2 separate regions of the Ostrinia nubilalis genome follow, and region 1 is linked to region 2. Evidence: chromatin contacts called from public Hi-C data. All regions are on one chromosome and are shown on one strand. Each heading gives the region's core, a stretch centred on a gene start, on an enhancer-like site or on the middle of the called end of the contact. The rest is flanking DNA. Distances are from core to core; before and after follow the strand shown. Region 1 holds the start of LOC135074250 (ATP-dependent DNA helicase DDX11). Region 2 holds the start of LOC135074246 (protein AAR2 homolog).

Evidence for each region. A called contact is a pair of places that touch in the nucleus more often than the background predicts.
Region 1: a contact with region 2 is called in a Hi-C map of whole body, with 5 times the contacts expected there. The contact joins the promoter of LOC135074250 here to the promoter of LOC135074246 in region 2. A contact is called at or near these places in 2 of 5 Hi-C or Micro-C datasets (whole body and whole larva).

The regions. Positions count from the first base shown.
Region 1 is chr8:13,557,313-13,563,520 of ilOstNubi1.1, reverse strand. LOC135074250 (ATP-dependent DNA helicase DDX11) reads left to right here and starts at 3,001. Exons shown (of 14, transcript XM_063968539.1): 1 at 3,001-3,438; 2 at 3,544-3,664; 3 at 3,819-4,153; 4 at 4,411-4,577; 5 at 4,953-5,193; 6 at 5,769-6,036. The coding sequence starts at 3,301. LOC135073994 (dynactin subunit 6) reads right to left here and starts at 1,055. Exons shown (of 4, transcript XM_063968279.1): 1 at 751-1,055; 2 at 499-669; 3 at 199-371; 4 at 1-100. The coding sequence starts at 761.
Region 2 is chr8:13,421,624-13,427,646 of ilOstNubi1.1, reverse strand. LOC135074246 (protein AAR2 homolog) reads right to left here and starts at 1,902. Exons shown (of 5, transcript XM_063968535.1): 1 at 1,639-1,902; 2 at 1,244-1,446; 3 at 608-880; 4 at 1-91. The coding sequence starts at 1,844.

The DNA of each region.
Region 1 (6,208 bases), core at 1,752-4,251, 130 kb before region 2:
GAGGGCTGCTTCTCTAATGCTTCCCGTATGTGGTGCTCAGAGCCCCATATAACTGTATTATCCGTCAATGTCTGAGGGGCTGTCAAATGACATGCTGCACCTGAAAATGTTGAACATTTTAAAATCAATATTCTACTTGTAGATGAGCCACCTCAATTTTAAATCCAGCTTAAAATAATTGAAATTGAATTTATTTACCTATTACACATCCACTTCCAACTTTAACGTCTACACCAACAAAACATCTGCATTCAAACAGGTTGCTCTCTCCGACGTGACCAAAGGTTGACTCTAACCGACAGCCGACTTCAAACACGTTGTGGGCACCAATAAACAAAGGTTTTGGTGGAACCTCCTGGTCATCACACTTTCTGAAATAAGGATTTACATATTTAGTAATGTTTGTTGCCTTTTTTCTATAGACTTGGACGATTGATGCTTAAACAAATATAGGTAGTTAGACTTAAAAATATTGTGTGTTATTACTAGATAACTTACTTGTGTATTATGGTAGAGTATTCTTCAATAATGCAATATTCAGCAATAATTATTGGACCACCTTCAGCTATGATTGTTACGCGAGGATGAATGACTGTCCCTCCGCCAATGGTTATATCGCCTTCGAGTGTGCAGTCCTCACAAACTGTAGCTCCTGGTAATATTTTAATGCTGGAATCAAACTAAAAATTAGTCTGTCTTCGAAATAAGGCAGTAAGTAAAACAGGAATTTTATTACAATAATTTACTTACTTGTGGGACATTGTGAGAGAGGTATATTTTTATAGATAAGCGTTGGAATCTTTCTACAGTCTCGACACCCAGTCCAAAAATTATTTAATTATACTAAAAAATGTTATATTAATTTCACCAAATTCGTATTCCACCAGCTGTAGCATAGAGAAAAGTAATACCAGGGTGAAGAAACTTCCATACAACGGTCATCGAAGTGAAACTTGCTTCCAAACAGCGACATCGGTGAATAAATTCAAATACTTTTTAACTACCCTAAAACGCTCTAGATGTCGCTGCTCCTGTTTCCTTCATATTTTCATTTTTTTCTTAATTAAAATATATTTGAGAATATTGTTAATTACAATGTGAAAACTTTTTTTAAATGAAATTAATTTGTTTTAATTTAAAACTGAACATTGACATTTTTGTTATAATTTACATAATAGAGTAGTAGAAATTACTATTTAACATATGGCAACTTTGTTTTTCCTCCAAAATGGCCGGTGTTGTTTTTGTTAGGTTGAATTGAATGCATTATTGTTTTCTTAGCCATCGTTTATGAGTTCTGTGGCCCTATTAAAGTATTGAAGAGTCGAGTCAAATTCAAGTTCATTCCTTCGTACCTGCTGCTGTTCTGGTTCATCGGAGTTTTGTTCGTTCCTTCGTGAATCGCGAAGAAACTTTCTGTTATGTTCACAAGTGATCTGAGTTTTCTCAATGTGCTGTGTTCTGTGTTTAGTGTTGAAAACTTTGCGAAAAGACGCTTTTGGTGTATAATATTATGTGTGTTCATAAATAAAGTAAAATTATTAAATTCAAAAGTTTTTGTTTACTTATTTGCATTTCCATGTGCAATGTAGAATTTTTCCAAATACATTGTTTTGAAAATAATACAATACGTACACCATAAAGATAAATATTTTCAAAATAATGGATTTGAAAAAATTCTACATTGTACATCATAAAAACAATAATTCTTTGAAGGTTATGAGGGCCTATGTGTGCGTGAACTGTGTGTATGTGTGCGTGGACTTTATGTATGTATGTGTGCGTGTACTATGTATGTATGTGAGCGTTACGTACGTAGGTTAAGTACAGGGAATTTAACACCAGGCTATCAATTAGTAGGCTCAAAAATTTGACAGAGAGGGTTCTCTATTTCCTATGTATTACTTTTCTCTATGAGTAATACATAGGAAATAGAGAACCCTCTCTGTCAAATTTTTGAGCCTACTAATTGATAGCCTGGTGTTAAATTCCCTGTACTTAACCTACGTACGTAACGCTCACATACATACATAGTACACGCACACATACATACATAAAGTCCACGCACACATACACACAGTTCACGCACACATAGGCCCTCATAACCTTCAAAGAATTATTGTTTTTATGATGTACAATGTAGAATTTTTTCAAATCCATTATTTTGAAAATATTTATCTTTATGGTGTACGTATTGTATTATTTTCAAAACAATGTATTTGGAAAAATTCTACATTGCACATGGAAATGCAAATAAGTAAACAAAAACTTTTGAATTTAATAATTTTACTTTATTTATGAACACACATAATATTATACACCAAAAGCGTCTTTTCGCAAAGTTTTCAACACTAAACACAGAACACAGCACATTGAGAAAACTCAGATCACTTGTGAACATAACAGAAAGTTTCTTCGCGATTCACGAAGGAACGAACAAAACTCCGATGAACCAGAACAGCAGCAGGTACGAAGGAATGAACTTGAATTTGACTCGACTCTTCAATACTTTAATAGGGCCACAGAACTCATAAACGATGGCTAAGAAAACAATAATGCATTCAATTCAACCTAACAAAAACAACACCGGCCATTTTGGAGGAAAAACAAAGTTGCCATATGTTAAATAGTAATTTCTACTACTCTATTATGTAAATTATAACAAAAATGTCAATGTTCAGTTTTAAATTAAAACAAATTAATTTCATTTAAAAAAAGTTTTCACATTGTAATTAACAATATTCTCAAATATATTTTAATTAAGAAAAAAATGAAAATATGAAGGAAACAGGAGCAGCGACATCTAGAGCGTTTTAGGGTAGTTAAAAAGTATTTGAATTTATTCACCGATGTCGCTGTTTGGAAGCAAGTTTCACTTCGATGACCGTTGTATGGAAGTTTCTTCACCCTGAGCTGTAGTGACGTCATCCATCAACAAATTCGATTTTTTTTTTACAACTAAAAATGACAGAATGTTTTTTTTATTGTATGGTTGACCATGGCCTAAAAATACAAGTACCATATGTTATAGCTCATTGCTCTTGTCGTGTTTATAACCTTTGCATTACCTTGTTCTTTGTGACAGTAACGCAATAAATCGGTTAAATAGTGTTGACACTGGCTGTCACTTTTGACTGGCAGTTTTTTAGGATTTTAGAGCGGCAAAAACGTAAATAAAAGTACAAACTGCAAGTTAAAAAACAAATTACCAAAAAATATTACGACTTGTCGCGATAAATAAGCCTCATAAGTTATTTGAAACACGATTTCATTTACTTTCAACATTTATTTTAGGTCAAAATGGGCACTGAGTGTAATCAACATCCAACTTTTCATTTTCCTTTTAAACCTTATTCTATTCAGGAAAAGTTTATGAAGGAACTATATTTTACAATAGATAATAACAAAGCTGGAGTTTTCGAAAGTCCTACTGGTACCGTAAGTATTCTCTGACTTGTTATTTGTCTTATAAACACCTGTGTTCACGAATGTAATATTTTCCGTTTTCATGTGGTTAAAACTCAAAATAATGCACATTTGCAGGGTAAATCACTGAGTATTTGTTGTTCAGCGTTGCAATGGTTAAAAGACTACAATGAAAAAGTTATTGCTGACTTAGAATGTGAAATAAATGAACTGAAAATTGATGTTTCTAATAGCACAAGTAAGTTTGTTATTTGTATCTTTATTTCTAGTTACCTAACTCCAAAGGTTATTAATTTTATTAAATCAGGCAGGCTTTTCAAGGCCTTTGAATTTATATTGTTATATAAATTTTGTTCAGATTAGTTGACCTAAGAACTTGAAAATGATTTCAGGTAATGATGATTGGCTCCAAGAAGAGTACAATAAAATAGAGAAAAACCAAACTTTGAGCTCAATGCAACTAAAACTAGATAAAATAAAAAAGAGAAATGAGCAGCTGCTTGAAATGAAAAGGCGAGTTGCAAAACAAAAATTAAAAATTACTTCTAAAACTAATGATTATTTCCACAATTCACAAAAAATTAAGAAGGAAGTAGAAGAGAATAAAGAGAATGTTCTAGAAGATCTTGTTAGTGAGGATAATGACTTGGTTCTTGAAGAATGTGAGGAAAAAAATGATGAGTCTGATAATGAAGAAATTGCTGAAGAAGATGAACATAATATGAAGGTGAAATTAAACTATAAATTGTAACTTAATTTAAACCTAATGTTTGTAATACTGTTAGGCACTATTTGTGCCAATTTCATTTAACGCTTAATGTAAAATTTTTTTAGATGTTAATTATATTTTTGCTATTAACAATGCCTCTTATGGCAAGCATTTTAAACTAGTTCACATAACATTACTATACTTTGTAAATTTTTGGTTTTACTAACTTTTACCTATTTGTGTTACTAATTCACATTTCTTTCTCTATGTTTTAGATATACATCAGCAGTAGAACACACAGCCAGTTATCTCAGTTTGTGGGAGAAATCAAAAGGACAGTATTCAAAGATGATACAAGGGTGGTCACTCTTGCTTCAAGGCAACATTATTGTATCAACCCTGAAGTCACAAAGCTCAAAAACGTGAATTTGATAAATGAGAGGTATTGATGAATTAATAAAATTCTTTTGATCAAGATTTGGCACTTATGAAATCAAAAGGTCTAGCCTAGACCCTTCATCATCATTATTTGAATTTGAATCATCATCATTTCAGCCATAGGACGTCCACTGCTGAACATAGGCCTCTCCCAATGCTTTCCACGTTGATCAATTGGTAGCGGTCTGAGTCCAGCACTTCCCTGCATGCGCTTTCTTTACATAACTTTTGGTACAAATTGTACATGACACTACAATTTTCATTCACTAACTTAAAAATGCCCAATACGAAATTGATGACCTACCAGCTCTTCAAGACAAAACACTCAATTTAGAAAGCAGGTGGATTTTTCTTTTACTTACCTTGCATAAACTTTCAGATGCCTTGATATGCAGAAATCGAAGACCAAGTCAACGTCAGTGGGTGATGAGGGCAAAGTGTTAAAGAAGACCAAAACAAGATCATGTGCAAGTTGTCCCTTCTACAATCAGAATAATATTACTCAGTTGAAGGAGAGAATCCTGACTGATATTATGGATATGGAAGACCTGGTCAAATGTGCGAAAGAACTGAAGGCATGTCCGTATTACGCTTGCAGAGCAGCGTTGGATGATGCTGAGGTAATTATCATAATCTCCTTAAAATTATTTCATCATTAGAATTATTTAGAATCCTTAATGATTTCTGATGAACATAGGAAGTTCTCCAGGGCTGACCTAGAGAAGTTGAAGAGTTGTTAGAGAAGATGGTATCCATAATTCCTGTGGTCATATTTTATTCTCTACTGCAGGAGTACAACCCTCTCTAATTTACCAGGAGCAAATGAAGGACACTCCTACACTCCTCATGATGGCTATATGGGTTTGGGAGGCCTGATGTTCGCATATTGTTCCCTAAGTTGCCTTTTATGAAATCCACTGGAAGAATACTAAAGTCTGGTCGCGGATCAGATTAGAATAGGGCCACTATACTCTGGTCGCTGAGCGCGTAATTATATTGCTGTCGCGCTCGCGCACTCACTGCTGCCGCCCGTCGCACAGTCGCTACAGCAATATAATTACGCGCGAGCGATAAGGATAGGTAGCTTGGGGTCATTGGACAAAATTCTACGTGCTCAGCGACCAGAGTATAGTGGCCCTATTCTAATCTGCCGAAACCACACAGCCGTTAATCACAATTAAAACAAAACTTTCAGGTAGCATTAGTCAGTCACGCAGGCATAGTCAGTTCTGGTGCCAGGTCTGGAATGTCTCTCAAATTACAAGATAATGTGCTAATAATGGACGAAGCTCACGGGTTGGCCGCAGCATTAGAGAACGCACATTGTGCTCCCGTTTCTGCTAAGCACCTATCTTCTGTGAAAACGTTCCTGCAACTGTACATTAATAAGTACGGATCGAGGTTGTCAAGCAAGAATTTGCTGACGTTGAATCAACTGGGTTACGTTGTCGGAAAATTACTAGGTAAGGTATTTATCTTCTTCTTTGTCGCGTCGGCAACAAACCTACACAGTTTCGTTGTCAGTAGCATTCATTCAATCTTTCTGCGTGCAGTTGCTTGGGCACACAGGGCACGACATAATGTGCTTCATCAACTGGGGAACACAACCACTCTTGCACTGTTAAGTTTCTTATT
Region 2 (6,023 bases), core at 653-3,152:
GACTGGTCCAAATAATGTTTAGTGATCTCCTCTGGTGTGGATCCTGGCGGGAATTTGTCACGTGGTATCTCCGTGAATCGTAGGGATGTGCCTGCAAGTAGTGCGAGTTTCAGTATGTAATGTGTAAGCAGGGGCGTAGCTACTAAGGGGCTAGGCGGGGCGGTGCCCCGGGGCCCCCAAGCTCAAGGGGTCCCCGAATCCTTACCAGAAAATCTCAATTGAACTATTTTGAAAATTTCTCCCATTTTCAAAATAAATAAAGAGAAATTAATTCGAAAGTTATAACTAGGGAATTCCCTAAATTCTTTCTGTGGGTTGTACTTAGATTAATAAAAGGGTTGTAGCAGTGGGGTCCCATTTTTTTATTTGCTCCAGGACCCTTGGTTACCTAGCTACGCCACTGTGTGTAATTCTGCGGACACGAAACTGGTGACGGCCGAGCGATGGCGGGGCGAAGCGGCGGCGATGTGCGTCACCATATTTTGTCTATGTTGTTGTATGCATTGTCGCCGCTCCGCAGTCGCCAGTTTCGTGCCCGCAGACTTAAGAGAAAATTTTATCCTGACAAATAAATATTTTTTAAAATAGTAACTAGTACTTATGTTACCTGGCGTGGGTTTTAAGTTTGGTAACATAGCGTTAAGTTTTTCTTCATTGGAGAGTCTCTTGAACCTTTTAGCATCGGACTGGCCAGAAGTAGAACAGCCTTCCTGTGGGTCGCTGGGTGGTGGCGACTCCTCACTGTTCTCTTCTTGACTTTCCATTTGTTCCGGAACCTTTCCTTTTGCACCTCGTGGTCTCTCCTCATCTGTCATGCTCATGAGCTCAACGGCAGACCGGATTATTCCACATTCAGGGGAAAGTTTTGCTGCGAGTTCAGCTGAAATTTTTAAGAAACAGTTTTCATTAATATACTAGCTGACCCGGCGAACTTTGTTCCGCCTTAATGGCAATAAATAAGCAGACTTTTTTTTTATTTCGAACGGGATAAAAAGTATCCTATGTCCTTCTCCTGGCTCTAAACTACCTCCCTGACAATTTTCAGCTAAATCGGTTCAGCCGTTCTTGAGTTATAAGTGAAGTAACTAACACGACTTTCTTTTATAATATGTTCATGGATCATAATCATAAAAGAATAAGATTGTTCTAGTACTCTAAAATTTCTGATAAAAACAGTTTCTCAGATGCAACAAAATGAAATCTAAAGAGTAGGTGAAATGAAATCTCTTTTGTATTTATTTACCTGTAATATGTGTTGTAAGTAGTTTCCACTTTTGCCATATTTCATAAGGGTATGGCGCCAAGTGTTGATCAATATTGAAGAGATTGTCTTTGAGACGTTGAATGCTTTCGTCACTTATTTCTTCTTTGCTTATATCCTCAGCCTTTTTATCCCACATCTTCACGACAAACTCTTTCTGTTGGAAATAATGCATGAAACCGGACCTGTAAAAGAATCAGTTCTGTAGTCAGATGTTATGGCTATGGAAAACATTTACCGAGTATTGTTTTTAGGGAACTAAAATAACCGTAGGCTTTCATTACTTTCGTTTGAAAATAACCTACATTTGCCTACAACTGGTAGATTGTCGTGAGCGTTTACTTTTGTAAATAAGATTTTCTACAGTTATTTCCTACCTTGGCGACACATCCCCAGTGCCTTTGCTTACAGCCGAATAGTGTATGTAGTGTAATCCCGGAGGAATCATCTTTATACCGCGGAAATCCTCTTCAGTGTTCCAGCATTGCATATCAATCCCAAATTGCGTCTCTTCTGGTACGCCAAGGAAGACGAAGGTACCACCTTCAACGAGAAGCTTTCTAGCGGTCTCCTGATCCATCATTTTGTAATTATCATTCACAAGAACACTCAAAGTAGGAAAAAATAAAAATCGATAGTTTGTTTACCAGTGTTGCCAGTCGGGTCTTGTCAGAAATTACCAGATATATAAAAAAATGTAACCTTTTTGAATAAAAAGTAACCTTCATACGGGGGGGGGGGGGGGTGCGGAGCGATTGTGTAAGGTTGTTCATGGATGGTTAAATTCGAAATTTTGACCATTCCATGAAGACCGAAAAGTGACCGGTCGTATAAAACCGTTTCATGGATTTGCGTTTTATTATCAAAAAAACATTTGCTAAAACTCATTGTCTTTAACAAATAATAAATCAAATTCATGTTTAAATGCAGTTTATGACATAATTTTTAAATTGTCACTATTAATATTTTTACTGTATAACCTGTAAAAGTTAATTCTACAATTTCTGAAAAATCACCTAAAATTAACCTTTTCATTAGTGTAACCTAAAAGTAACCAATGCAGTTCAAAAGTAACCTAAAAGGTTACAAAAGTAACCTTCTGGCAACACTGTTGTTTACATCTCCGTGAACCGACAATGTCAATTAATTTGACATATTTGACACTGACAGTTTTACTTTTTTGTTCGTTTTGGATTTGGACATTCAGCCAGTGTCAAGTAAAAAGTTTGAAATTAATTTATTGCATGACACTGCATGACATGATAAAATGCAGTTTAAAGCAAAGATGTGGCACATAACTGGGCATGAGGTGGCGTTGACTTTCACGAACACTTAAAAGAGTATTTAATTTTGTCTAACCTACTACAAAATGCAGAACACTTTAAAAAAAATGAAATTAAATTCCGGAAGGTCCGCGCCGCCCAATGAGGGCTATCGTTTTTATACTTAACAGTTGGCACCCCTGGCGATTGACAGGACCTTACTCTACAGTGGCGCCATCTTGATGAGTGCAAATGCGAATGCGATAGTCCCCCTACCACTTTAGCGCTCACCAGTGGGTGCCACTGTCTTCGCTACTAGCAAGTGACAGGACCTTACTCTACAGTGGCGCTAACTTGTGAGCGCTAAAACGATAGCCCTCATTAGTTGTATACGAAAGAGGGTAGAGGAGGAGGAGGTTCTACTACGAATAGTTGCACGCGTTATTAACAATTTCAATAGTGCATAGAAAACCATAGAAATAATTACTTTTAATGAAGAAGCGTAACAAAGAGTGCGCCGCGCCCTATTTTGAAAGTAAGTACGAGTATTGTGCTTACGTACTTTTTAATTAATAAAAACTTGAACTAGGTACTCAAATTAAAATTATCATCGACCCCTGAAGTGGTAAGGTAAGCAGTAAGCACCTATGTTTTAGGTTTTATGATATCGTCAGGCAAGCACACTCGTTCGGAATAGTTTGCATTCGCAAAAAATTCCCACCGAAAATCCGTCTGCGAACAAGTTTCCTGTCGAGTGGGTAACACAGAAGGTTGTTGAGCCTGAGTCTGCACCTAGATTTTTGTTTTACCGCAGATTTTTTTTGCCTAATTATTTTCAACAGGTGACGAATTCGCCGACTCAAGCACCACTAGCGGCGAGACGGGTTCAGAGCTATAATCCGAAAGCTCAGTTTAGCTGTCGGTAGCAATTAGTGGGTTTTATGAACCCCACTATTAATGTATTTCGGTTTTACGTGCTGGTTTTTGTGCTCCAGCCGCCAGACAGATCGTAATTATACCCGGCTTTCTCTTTGTTTGCTAGACTTTCAGACTCTTGTCGCGTTTTGATAGTTTAATGTCCGTATGCGAATAAATTCGTCGCACTTGCTACTAAGCAAATTTTTTGTCTATTTTTGAACACCTTCAACACCTTCGTTCGATTCAGCCAAGTGACGTCCACTGATGGACAAAGGCCTCCCCCAAGGATTTTCTTAACGACCGGTTCTGCGCCGCCGTTTAACACCTTGCTTAAATTGTATTTGCAGTAAAACGTAATTTCAAAAGACAATAACCAAATTATTTAACCAAGTTATTGTGGGTCAAACTGTTATCAAAGATTGAATGAGCTTCTCAATTTATTGTTCTAAAAATTAGGGCCGCTTAATTTTAGTCTCCGAACGAAGTTACATTCAATTTGCATTTTTATAGCGATTTTTAAGACCGGCCACTTTCTGAACAAAAGATATTTAAAGTAATGGACGCTGAAAATAGGATCGTTATTAAAATTTAAGTTTTGCATTTTTACACCAACCAATTGAAGTCTTATTTTTACCGCGCGATAGCCTAAAATTCAAACTTCTATTCGAATAAAAACATCCCAATAAGGGCAGTAAGTATTATTACTATCAACATGACTTCTTCTGAAGAAGTCCGCCGCCCTAGTTATTGACCTATGAAGAAGTCCTTCATTGGTCAATAACTAGGGCGCTTTAATAAAAGAAAAGCACTGAAATTCATAGAATTTCTATAAGTAGTGGTAGAGTTACTACATACTTACTTACATAATGTTTTCTATGTCAAAAACTCTACCATGAATTAAAAACTGTACCTAATGTAAGTTTATATTAGTTGATTGCTCGATGTAAAGGTAGGAACATTTTTCTTTTCTCACAAAGTGTGCTGCCTAAAATTACATGTATGACCTGCAAAGGCTCCGTGCGTTTTTGATACTGCTGACGAATAGAGACTGAGGTCACAGGGGAAATTAGGATGTAAATTTCCATTCGCTCCGCTTTCGCGATCCTATATTCACCGATTCTTTGTTTTCATCGGAAATTTAAGGATATGAAATCTCTCGGGTGAAACCGACATGTAGCCCGGAAACGTGAAACCTTTCGCGGGGAACGGAAAAAAATATCGACTACTATCGATGCACATAAGTTGTTATACTATGTAATACTGTAGCAAGAACTTAATTTTTTTTATAATCGAACAAAAATTGACTTGTGTTTTTGCCTAATTTAAAATAGGTACCTACCTAGTTCTACACCAAAGTGATTTTCTAAGTAGGAAATGCAAGGATGGTAGAAATGTTTTGTAATGAAATACGACTAATTTTGTTGGAAGTAAAAAAAGGATTTTCATACATTCACACACTGAGTCGCGCACTTGTGATGTCTGGCACCGCCACTTCGAGCCGTGTAAAGCGTCCTTGAAAAATACTTATCTCGTCTTAAGCCTAGACTTAGCCTTTTGCCGTCCGCATTGACTTGCATGACGAATACGTGACTATTTGTACACCTTTGAAGGCATCTTTACAATGCGGCTCTCGTCGTGAGCACCGGCGTCCTTTTGCACGAAACTGAAGGAAGACCTTTTTTACTTTAAAGAGGTGCCCAAGGCCAAAGTTATAAAATGGGCAAACAGCGTGCGTTGGTGAATATAGATCAGTTTCTTTAGAACTGGGTACAATAGTAAACGGAAACATAGTAAAGGTAAGAATGTAGACAAATTATGTAGTCTCATTTTTGCAGAAAGTTATCAATTTTTACCCAAATATGTTAAAGTAGATAGGTCTGGGCTCGTATCTACTAACCTTTCAAACATTGATTCTCATCAATTATCCACTGGACGGTCCCTGAAGATTAAAAGAGAACTTCAGCCCGAAGTAAGTAGCCGGCAATCCCTAGCGTTGTTTCTAATAAGAAACTAGTCAATACTTTTCCAAACTTTGTTTTACGCGACAAAATCACTCTCTAGCCAATAAATGGGAACTAACCCAATCAAACACTCCGAAGTGCCCGAATCTTTATATCAAGTCGCATGTATGCTGTTTAGATAGTCCCAACACAAACTAGTTGCGTCGCTCGCGGAGTTAGAACAACTTTTAATAGTGTTCTCGTCCCCTGAGTGCCAGCGCACCAGCTCAGTGCCAGTTATCAAGAAGTTATTACACAAATACTCGCCAAGAGTTAAAGTATAAATGTTCCAAACTTTTGAGATAGAATTCTTGGGGTTTTCGGTGGCTAATAATTTATACATAAGTTTTAACTAAGATCAAATTGATGATGGCCTTAGGTCTTTGATGGTTTCCCTTTCTGTTTTCAGCATTTCATCGCAGACTTGCTTCGAATTACCAAGATGGGTATGGAGACAAGCGACAACCCTTGCTTGCTTGCCGCTGCCAACAGTACACGTGAGTTTTTTATTTAAGCAACTGTATTTACTAAGTCTAAGTTTACCTCTAATATTAGTGTACCTACCCTCAATAGAATAATTCT